Regions from separate parts of the Mus musculus genome. Here all the other regions are linked to region 1. Evidence: chromatin contacts called from public HiChIP or PLAC-seq and capture Hi-C data. All regions are on one chromosome and are shown on one strand. The core of a region is the stretch at or near the end of the contact, and the rest is flanking DNA. Distances in the headings are between cores, read along the strand shown. Region 1 has its middle 9.1 kb from the start of Gm34229. Region 2 has its middle 38 kb from the start of Gm23349. Region 3 has its middle 6.7 kb from the start of Gm23349.

Region 1 (3,156 bases), core at 395-2,894:
ATGTGGCCTCACGTCTGGTCAAATACTGCACATTCCACAGTTCTTGCTCGGGCCACTTCCTTCCCTATGGAGCTATTGCCTAACTTTTCCAAAGCTGATATTAATATCTCAGACCATTATAATATAGTTATTTTCAGGGAAGGCTGGGAGGAAGTCACGTGGCATCAATTGGTCCCATGGGGTCTCTTAAGTCTCCATTTAGCATGTTGTTTTTGTTCACAGCAACAGCAATGGAGTGGAAACAGCAAGGAAGTCACCATTTATTGTGTTAAGTGAATAATTATTTTCTAGAACTTGTTTGGTTAATGAGTAAGTATTCCTTTTTTAAGTGTATGAAGGCAGCTAGTAGCTGGGTCAAAGGTATGCACTCACGTGTGCACGTACACACATACACACATGCATGCATACACATATACACATGCATGCACACACATGCATACACAAGTACACACACAGAGGCATACACATGCACACAATGGCACACACACATACACACATGCATGCACCCACATAATACACACACAGGCACACACACACACACACACACACACACACACACACACACATACACACAGATTTAGGCTACCACCCATTCTATGGCATTTTCTTGACTGATGTTCACTGTAAGAGGGCTCAGTCCCTTGTAGTGCCACCACTACGCAGGTGGTACTGGATGGCATGGAAAACAAGCCAGTAAGCAATCGTTCCTCCATGATCTCTGTAATTTCCTGCCTCCAGGTTCCTGCTCCAACTTTTCTTCATGAGAAACTATAAATTATAAATCCCTTCCTTCCCAAGTTGGTTTTGGTAGTGGCATATATCACAGCAATAAAAGTCTAATTGGGACACAGAATGAGAAATCCTTCCAGTGATTTCTGGTAGGAGAACCTGCCAGTTCATTGGCATGAGAAGTAATCTGTCTTTTACAAAGATGCATCAGAAAAATACCAATTAACTATTCTTCAAGGTGGCTGCAGTCAGACATACACCTATGGTCCTAACACTGGGGAAACTGAGTCAAGAGGCTCAGTAATCATATTTGAGTGACTCTGATGCCAAGTGCATTCTGAGATCCCGTCTTTAAAATGATTTTTAAAAAAATGTTGTGCAGTGTAGTTTTTTTTTGAAGATCCTGGAGTGAGAAAAGAATGTATCTAAAAAAGAAAAATACAAATTTTCTTAATCAGAGAGAGTCTGAGAGTTGTTTGCCCCAAAGACTAGATCTTAATACGAAACCTTCCTCAGTTTTTATACTGTATTAAAGTTTTATCCTTAATCAGTAAGCCAGCAAAATAGGTAATAAACCTGTTCTTTCTTAATTTAGTCAGATCAAAGTATTAAAGTTGTTCAGTTCACATAACCCATTCGCTATAACCAATAAATAAGTGTAAAAGGTTTTATGACCACGGGTGTGAGAACGTCTCCTGGGATACTGTCACGCATAGCAGTTACGAGACTGCGCATGCATTCCCACCAGAATGCAGGATGTAAGGAGGCGTGGCTCTGTTCGAGTCATTCTTCCTCCTGGAATCCCATCCAGAGGGGCTGCTTTCAGCTGCTGCCCTCACAGAGGGTCCACCACCTCCTTGACAGTGCCAAGCTTATGGAAGTTTAAAGGCACTCTACGGAGCGGAAGCTGGGCACAAGCTAACGGGGAATGAGGGACAGTTTACTAATGACTCGGGTAATTATTCAACTTGTGAATGGACGGACTAGGGCCTTTGATTCGCCTTCTCTTTTCTCCCTAGTCTTTTAATTGCTCATAAAAGCCTTGTGAAGTCAGTTGGAGCAGGAAGTGAAAACTGAGCTCATCTGGTCTATCGGGTTTCTTTTGAGTCATTCCAGTTACCGTGCGGAAGCGGAAGTGATTGAACCCGCTGGCTGACTCAAGACTGGGGCCCAACTGTGGATTCTGCTTGCCTACCCCACCACATCCAAATCAGAACAATGGCCACAGACGCTGGGTGTGGAGGTGTGTAGCAGGCAGCGCTGTAGGAAGCACGGGAGACTGATTTATCAGCTCTTTGTATTTTTATAGAGGTAAAAATGGATGCCCAAAGAGCCAAAGGGAGTTTACTAATGTCACAGGGCTCATTTTAAATGATGAAGTGAAAATGCCATTTAGGATTTGATAAATAACAGTGGCTATATTGTATTAATGTTATACTGGTTGTGTATAGTAAGCACAATACAGGAATTCAACAGGAGTTCCATCTTGGACATGTGGGTTTTTTTTTTCTAGAAATAGTTGCTTTCATTATGAATTTCAAAGATGATTTATAAGCCATCCAGTAACAATGTTTCATTTCAGAGCATAATGTCCATCATCATGTGGCTGGAGGCAGCAGCATACCATTTAGCTCACAGACACACAGAAGATAGCAGAGCTATCTCTTGATGGAAGTATAGAAATATCTTTAAGCCACGAGCCAGACTGCCCCTGTTCCTATAGAGATGTTTTTAAGGCTTATTTTTATTATATGCATGCATGCACACCTGTGCATGTGCACAGATATATGCACATTAAGTGCAGGTTCCCTCAGAGGCCAGAGGTGTCAGGTACCCTAGAATTAGGATTACAGGTGGAGGTGGCCACTAGCTACCTGATGTGAGTGCCAAGAGCTGAGTTCATGTTCTCTGCAAGAGCAGCAGGTATTCTTAAATGAGGAGGCATCTCTCCAGCCTCATCCTGCAAAGCTCTTAAGGAGCCACCTAGAGAGAAAGCCAGGTCTTCATCTGGTGGGGAGGGAAAGAGGAGGGACAGGGGAGTAGGAGCAATGATGTCTTCACCTGTTCCCTTTGTCGCTACACAAACTCTCTCCTCCTGCATCTGGAAGGTATGACTTTACATTTTGCACAGTCTGGGAGGAACATCTGTCTGTAAACGGCTTAAAACAGCTTTAATGTGTAATAAAACTCCACTACAAGACTCTGCTACTGAGAAGAGACTCTAGAACAAGAAAGGGCAGTTTTGAAGGAGACAGAAAAATGAAGCAAAACCTCCTGCTGGTGAGCCAGGTTCTCCTCAACTTCAGAAAACTCAAGAAACAAATATCAATGCTCTGTGGGCTAGGGGATGCTCAAATGAACTATCCAGAAAGACAGCCTGCCACACAGATTTATGAAGTAGCCAGTGTAGAAAGGGACAGGGCTGGC
Region 2 (3,156 bases), core at 456-2,955, 180 kb after region 1:
ATAAGGTATCCAACCACCCAGATCATCTTTGCTTGAAATACTAACTACATAGAGCTGTAAGCTTCAACAGTATCAAAGCCTGACCCTCATTTGGCAGGGCTCCAGAGAAGCAGGGACACTGTCAGGGAAACTGGTTTGCACCTTACTTATTTCTTCTCTCTGCCCAGGCTATCTAGGTACGTTGAGTTTGGGCTTTTGTTTAGTTGTTATTGTATGTGTATGAGTGTTTGTGAGGTTATATGTGTATAATCATCTGCATGTTGTGCCCTTGGTGACCAGAAGAGGGTGTTCTATCCTCCAAAACTGGAGGCAGAGTCAGTTGCAAACCACCATGTGGGTGCTGAGAGTTGAACCTGGGTCTTCTGCAAGATCAGTAAATGCTCTTAACCGACCAGAGCCTGTACACTGATGTGGGAGGAGATGGTGGGTGAATAGTGTGCAGACTTGGACCCTGCCCTTTCTTTACGCATTCCACTAACCATGGGATGGAAGGTTCTGCCTCTCAAAACCTTCAGTTCTGCATCTGTGAAATCATATTAGCAACCTTGAGTCTAAGTGGTCGGTGTGAGTATTAGACGTATATGCTCGGTTTATTAACTTCAGCTTCACGTCAGAGTAGGAGATGTATAAAGGGAAAAACAAAACAGAGCATAAGGTATAGTAGCCTCGGGCAGCCATCTTCCAGTAACTCCCCAAAATGATGAACACAAAGGGAAAGAGGAGAGGCACCTGGTATATGTTCTCTAGGCCTTTTAGGAAACATGGCATTGTTCCTTTGGCCACATACATGGGAATCTACAAGAAGGGTGATATTGTGAACATCAAGGGAATGGGTACTGTTCAAAAAGGAATGCCCCATAAGTGCTACCACGGCAAAACCGGAAGAGTCTACAATGTCACCCAGCATCCCGTAGGTATCATGGTAAACAAGCAAGTTAAGGGCAAGATTCTGGCCAAGAGGACCAGTGTGTGGACTGAGCACATCAAGCACTCAAAGAGCAGAGACAGCTTCCTGAAGCGGGTGAAGGAGAACGATCAGAAGAAAAAGGAAGCCAAAGAGAAGGGCACCTGGGTGCAGCTGAAGCGCCAGCCTGCGCCACCCAGAGAAGCACACTTTGTGAGGACTAACGATAAAGAGCCTGAGCTGTTGGAGCCCATTCCATACGAATTCATGGCCTAATGTACAAAAATGAAATAAAGGACCAGGACTGGAAAAAAAAAAAGGTATAGTAGCCTCAATAGACACGAGCTGCCTTTGCCACTCTTGATTAACTCCCACAGCCTTGCTCCACTGACCTGCTAGTTGCCATGTCTCTTTGTTGGCTGGTACCCGTTCGTTTATCACTTGATCTGCCTGCAGGGCTTGAGACTCTCAAACCTTCTTCCCAGCCGACCAGCACCCTGGCCTCATCTCAGTGACCCAATCCTGTTTCCTAATGAGCCATTTGTCCCTCGAAATGATTCAATCAATGGAGTAAGAACTCCGCCATGATTAGGAAAGCTGAGGGAAATGGGCAACAGGACATGGCACAGTGACATTCACATTCACATTTAGAACCATAAAAATGTGGTAACTGGTTCTGCCTTTTGTTCCATCCAGTTGTCTCATTTTGAAACTTTCCTGGAAGAGACTGAGTATTACTGGACGCTATGATGAGGTAGACATTTTTTTGTTGTTGTTGCCCAATCACATGAGAATCATGTAGAACGGACAGCCAGTGAGGAAATGATGTCATTCTTGAGACAAAGAGAGGAAGTTGCTGAGAGAGCATGGGGGAGGGGAGGGGTACTTCAAACACCCATCAGTGAATCATTATGCGTTTAATAGCTTGAGCCTCTAGGTTACCAATTCTTTCTCTCACAGTAATATCTAGCTCCTAACTTCCAAATCCTTGATCAAGTGGATTTGTTGCATATACAGATTACACAGTGATCTGGGACAATGAACACACATAAGCAATGTCACAACAAATCACTGCTCAACATTCTGTCTATAGCTTGTAAGATTCCTCTGTATTTGCCATTTCACCGAGAACTAGAATTGTGATCAGGTGCAAAGAAAACAAAATCCCATGGCATTGTGATTTGGTCATCCCCACCCAGAACCAGACCCAACCAGTCTCTGCACCGGGTCCCATGCTCAATAATCAGGACCTTGTTTGCCATCCATCTGACTGTAACCACACTCGTCCTGTGTTAACTCCTAGGAACCATCTGCTAACACTGACTGCTGTGTGGCAGGACTTTCCATAGGAGACGCCACACATCTACTCACCCCAGACAGAGAGTCCATGACAAACCACAGTATAGATACCCCCCAAGTCCAACTTGGTGTACTAATAACACATTTTGTTGAGGTTACTTACAGAAATATGGGTTAAGGATTATTTGCAGGAGGAGAAATGATTCAAAGATAGCTGCATGATGAAAGACAACCCCAGCATAAGTAACAGCTCAAAATCTAGGAACCTGGAGCATACAGTACAGCATGTAAGCAGCTCAACAGGTGGGAGAGTGCCCTCTCCAAGAGGGCCAGTCTCCTTTCCATCCATCCTTGAAGATTCAATCACTTACCCAGGCTTCCAAGTTGGAGCCATCTGAACACTTAGTGGGGGCACTTGTCTCTCTCTGCCTAATCCTAAAGTAGGACACTCCCCCCCAATCCCTCACCCCACCACTTTTCTTGTTATGACTGAAACAAAGAATGTACTACTAACACTTTGTGTCTATGTCATATCCAGCTTGGGCGATGTTCTAGCTTCATTTCTGGTGCTGTGATAAAATACCCTGACCAAAGTAGCTTAAGGAAGGAAGTATTTATTTGTCCGACAGTTTCAGATATGGTCAATGATAACAGCGAAGTTAAGACAGGAGCTTCAGCAGGTAACCACATCACATCTGCCATCAAGAGCAGAAACGTATACAACCGTGGTGCCTACTTACTTGCTTCCTAGCTTTCTCCTGTCTAGGGAATGGTTCTGCCCATAGTGTAATTGCTCTTCTTACATCAGTTAACAATCATGAAAATCCTTCACAGACATTCCCATTAGCCAACATGTTCTAGATAATTTCTCACTGGGAATAAAAGTCTCCCCAGGTGATTCCAGGTTGTATCAAGTTGAACGTCAAAACTGACAGTAGAGGCCATAACAAAAT
Region 3 (3,156 bases), core at 385-2,884, 130 kb after region 1:
AGCATGCTGAGGAATCTTCCAAAAATTCAACTAACCACATTCAATAACACAAGGAAATGTTCATGACATACAGTTGTGAGGACAAAGAAATCATAAGCCGAAATGTACATTGTGATTTTTGTCATGTAAAAACTACACATGAAAAACTCACAAAATAACCAAACATAGAAAAATAGATGAATGAATGGATGGACAGATATACAGATTATCATAAATGAATGTAAAAGTGGATTTTAATTGTGCATTTCTGTATTTTAAAACCACCTATACACATGCAATACCTTTGCAATGTCAATGATATATTATACTTCCATATATTATACTAATATTACACTTCCATAACTCTTTTGCAGATGCACGTGGCTATCACATGTGCTATAGACATTGCTATCTCAGTTTTCTTTCAAAGTGCCCGAAGTTGGAGAGATGGCTTAGTCAGTGAAGAACCCGCTGTATAGCCATGAGGATCCAAGTTCAGATCCCTAGCATCCACATAGAATCTGGATGTAATGCTAAGTACCCACAGCCCCAGAGCTGATGACCAAGATAGGAGATACTGGGTGCTCAATGGTCAACCAGTTTTGCCAAAGTTGTGAGTTCCACATTCAATAAGAGATCTTAAATATTAATAGAAAAAGCAAGAAAGGAAAATATCTGACCTTTAGCTTACACACATACACACAGAGAGAGGGGGAGGGCAATGGTGCAGGTATATGCCCACACATACATGCAATGCACACACACACACACACACACACACACACACACACACATCTTGAGTTTATTTCATAATTGTCCAATTTTCCTTTAAGAAGGAAAAAAAATGTTGCCTCCTGCTCTCAACCCTTGTTATGTCCATCACTCTACAACTTGGCCCCAAACCAGTTCTTTCTATAACTTCATCCTAACTCTTCTGTGGCAGAGACCTGCACTTAATGGACACGTCCCTGATCCCCTCTCCTGGCTGACTTTATCTGTGCCAGCGCAGGCAGAATGATGGGAAACCAAGGACGACCTAGAAGGCTTTGCCGAGTGAGGGGAATGAACAACACACTCATCGGAATCAGGATCTCTTATGATCTAAACATTTTTATTAGAGGAGGGCTCCTGATGAGAGCAGAGCATCTTCCCAAGAGCCCCAAACAGTTCACCATTTTGCTCAAGTGATTGTAGCAATCAAGGAAGCTCATTGGAATCTCGGCTACCCAAGCAAACATGGGCCATCTAGGTTCACCAAAGCAATGTTCCATGGATCCATCATCTTCTGACAATGACCTTCTTACACGTTGTCACCAACCCCACCCAACCCCTGTCTGTGTGCATCAACTTTCTGTATAGACAAGCTCTGTGGGCACTTCCTGCCTAAAAGACAAGTACTGACACTTGTTCTTCAAGCAGAGAGTTGTGGTGCTGAAGATGGGACTCGGGATTCTACGAGTACTTCGCAGATGCTCTAAGATGGAGCCGCATGCATCCCCAGCCCTCTCAAGGTTGGGAAAGAGACAGGACAACGATGTAGCACCTTCCATATGTCACTGGGTAGGTGGGTGGTTTGCTCATAACTCTTCTCCTCTCAGCAACTCACTGAAGCTAACCAGAAACCAAGTAACAGCAGGAAGCCACAGATAACTGCCAGCTGACTTTCGTCTCAGACTTCCACTTTAAATTGGCAAAACTTATGTTTGTGTTTGACAGCCCAGTGGTGGCTCAGCAATTCGAGACACAGAATCTCTTTCATTTCCACATTGCCTGGTTTCCCAGAAACCACGCTCAGATCTCTGAGCCACAACAAAGAGATGCACACTTAGCAAATCAACCCCCTTTGCTTCTTCCACGGGAGCATATGCATTTTCAATTTGGCATTTCCAAAATGTCTGCACCTAAGGAAACAGAGACACTTTTTAAAAGGCTGTTTGCTTTCAGCTGAAAATAGTTACCTCTTAAAAATATCTTTGTTCATGGACACGAGAAGTGAGCAAGAAAACCACAGCCTTCATCTCATAAGAGCTGCAACACTCACCATCTGAGATTAACAAGATGTACAACAAAGAACCATGCCAAGAAACTTGAATTGAGTGGGTCTGAGACCCTGGCACGCAGGCACCCACCTGAGAGGGTAAGTGTCTCCCTGATCCCTGCCAGATTCCTGGCCCAGAACACGTGGCCACACTACCCATGTCGCTCAAGTAGCCCAGAACAGAATTCTACATGCTAACAAGGCATCTAGATGCCCTGGAGGTTTAACCAATAAGCTTCCCTTCCCAGACATTCCTTCCTGCAAAAGGTATTTAATCTCTGGTCCACCCTGAGAAGGTGGTATGCACCCCTTTTCCACAATGAACAAGCAATAAACTGTTTGGAACCAAGGACTGTCTCTTCCATCAAGGACCACTGTGGGGAACATGGAAAATACCTTTGCCTACAGAGCCACAGCCTACAGAAGGCCCCTTTGTGCTCCCAGACAACCACTGCTAAGCTAAGGACAATAGCAAATGAGCTAACTCAGCATTCCCCATTCCCCTGGCCCTGGGCTCATCATCATCCTCAGCCCTCAGGACTCCAACTCCATTCCCAGCTCCCTGAGACCCAATGGCGTCAAGATGTCCAGGAGTTTGGGAGCCCTAGGCCCTGGCCTCGGCGCTAACCCATGGACCTCCGGCCCTCTGTTCCTGACTCCACTGTGCAGTTTTCCAGAGGTGACTGGATTCCCGGGAGTCAGGGAACCCAGCTTCGGTGTCCCTCCCTGAGCAGTGTATCAGCGCTTCGATTGAGCCCAGCACCTGACAGCACGCAGGCTAGCCCACAGCAGGGCAAAATGCAGACCCACAACATGACTTACAGGAAATACTACATGCTCAGCAAACGTTAGTGGAGATGGGGTAAGAAAGGAAGGGAAGAGGGCAGAGGGAAAGGGAGGAATGCTTACATACATAGAAAATTCCACACTAATAAGTAAGAAACTATTGGCTGTTGACAGATAAGTAACTGAGACATTGACCTAACAAATTAGAAAAGCAGGGCCTTGCTCTGTGTGTTTCTCTAAAGTCATCTGTAAGCTTACTATGGAAATATATTCCTTCCATTAAACAGAGTTTAAGAGACTTGGGGAGATGGCTAAGTGCATGAAGCCCTTGCAGTGGATATATAAATCTTGTC

The links. HiChIP or PLAC-seq counts read pairs in DNA pulled down with a chosen protein or histone mark. Capture Hi-C pulls out chosen DNA fragments and counts their contacts.
Region 2: a capture Hi-C map of bone marrow-derived macrophages shows a contact between it and region 1, with 3 times the contacts expected there. The contact joins two enhancer-like sites. A contact is called at or near these places in 5 of 484 Hi-C or Micro-C datasets (the N1E-115 cell line, bone marrow-derived macrophages, liver and 2 more), 2 of 115 datasets of contacts at active chromatin or transcription factors (microglia and pancreatic cancer cells) and 1 of 9 other capture datasets (bone marrow-derived macrophages).
Region 3: a BATF HiChIP or PLAC-seq map of CD8 T cells shows a contact between it and region 1, with 13 read pairs. The contact joins two enhancer-like sites. A contact is called at or near these places in 3 of 39 promoter capture datasets (3T3-L1-derived adipocytes, the HPC-7 cell line and liver), 7 of 484 Hi-C or Micro-C datasets (the C2C12 cell line, the N1E-115 cell line, Th1 cells and 2 more), 3 of 115 datasets of contacts at active chromatin or transcription factors (CD8 T cells, effector CD8 T cells and fibro-adipogenic progenitors) and 1 of 9 other capture datasets (bone marrow-derived macrophages).

The regions. Positions count from the first base shown.
Region 1 is chr1:184,439,592-184,442,747 of GRCm38.p6, forward strand. No RefSeq gene overlaps it. Among named protein-coding and RNA genes, the nearest start is that of Gm34229, 9.1 kb to the left of the region's middle. Within about 2 kb of position 1,645, at least 161 of the 459 cell types and tissues checked have an H3K27ac peak or open chromatin away from gene starts, as enhancers often do. A contact at or near this core is called in CD8 T cells, the HPC-7 cell line, Th1 cells and 2 more, where this site is marked.
Region 2 is chr1:184,616,551-184,619,706 of GRCm38.p6, forward strand. It overlaps the pseudogene Rpl21-ps1. Among named protein-coding and RNA genes, the nearest start is that of Gm23349, 38 kb to the left of the region's middle. Within about 2 kb of position 1,706, at least 47 of the 459 cell types and tissues checked have an H3K27ac peak or open chromatin away from gene starts, as enhancers often do. A contact at or near this core is called in bone marrow-derived macrophages and microglia, where this site is marked.
Region 3 is chr1:184,571,882-184,575,037 of GRCm38.p6, forward strand. No RefSeq gene overlaps it. Among named protein-coding and RNA genes, the nearest start is that of Gm23349, 6.7 kb to the right of the region's middle. Within about 2 kb of position 1,635, at least 20 of the 459 cell types and tissues checked have an H3K27ac peak or open chromatin away from gene starts, as enhancers often do. A contact at or near this core is called in CD8 T cells, the HPC-7 cell line, Th1 cells and 1 more, where this site is marked.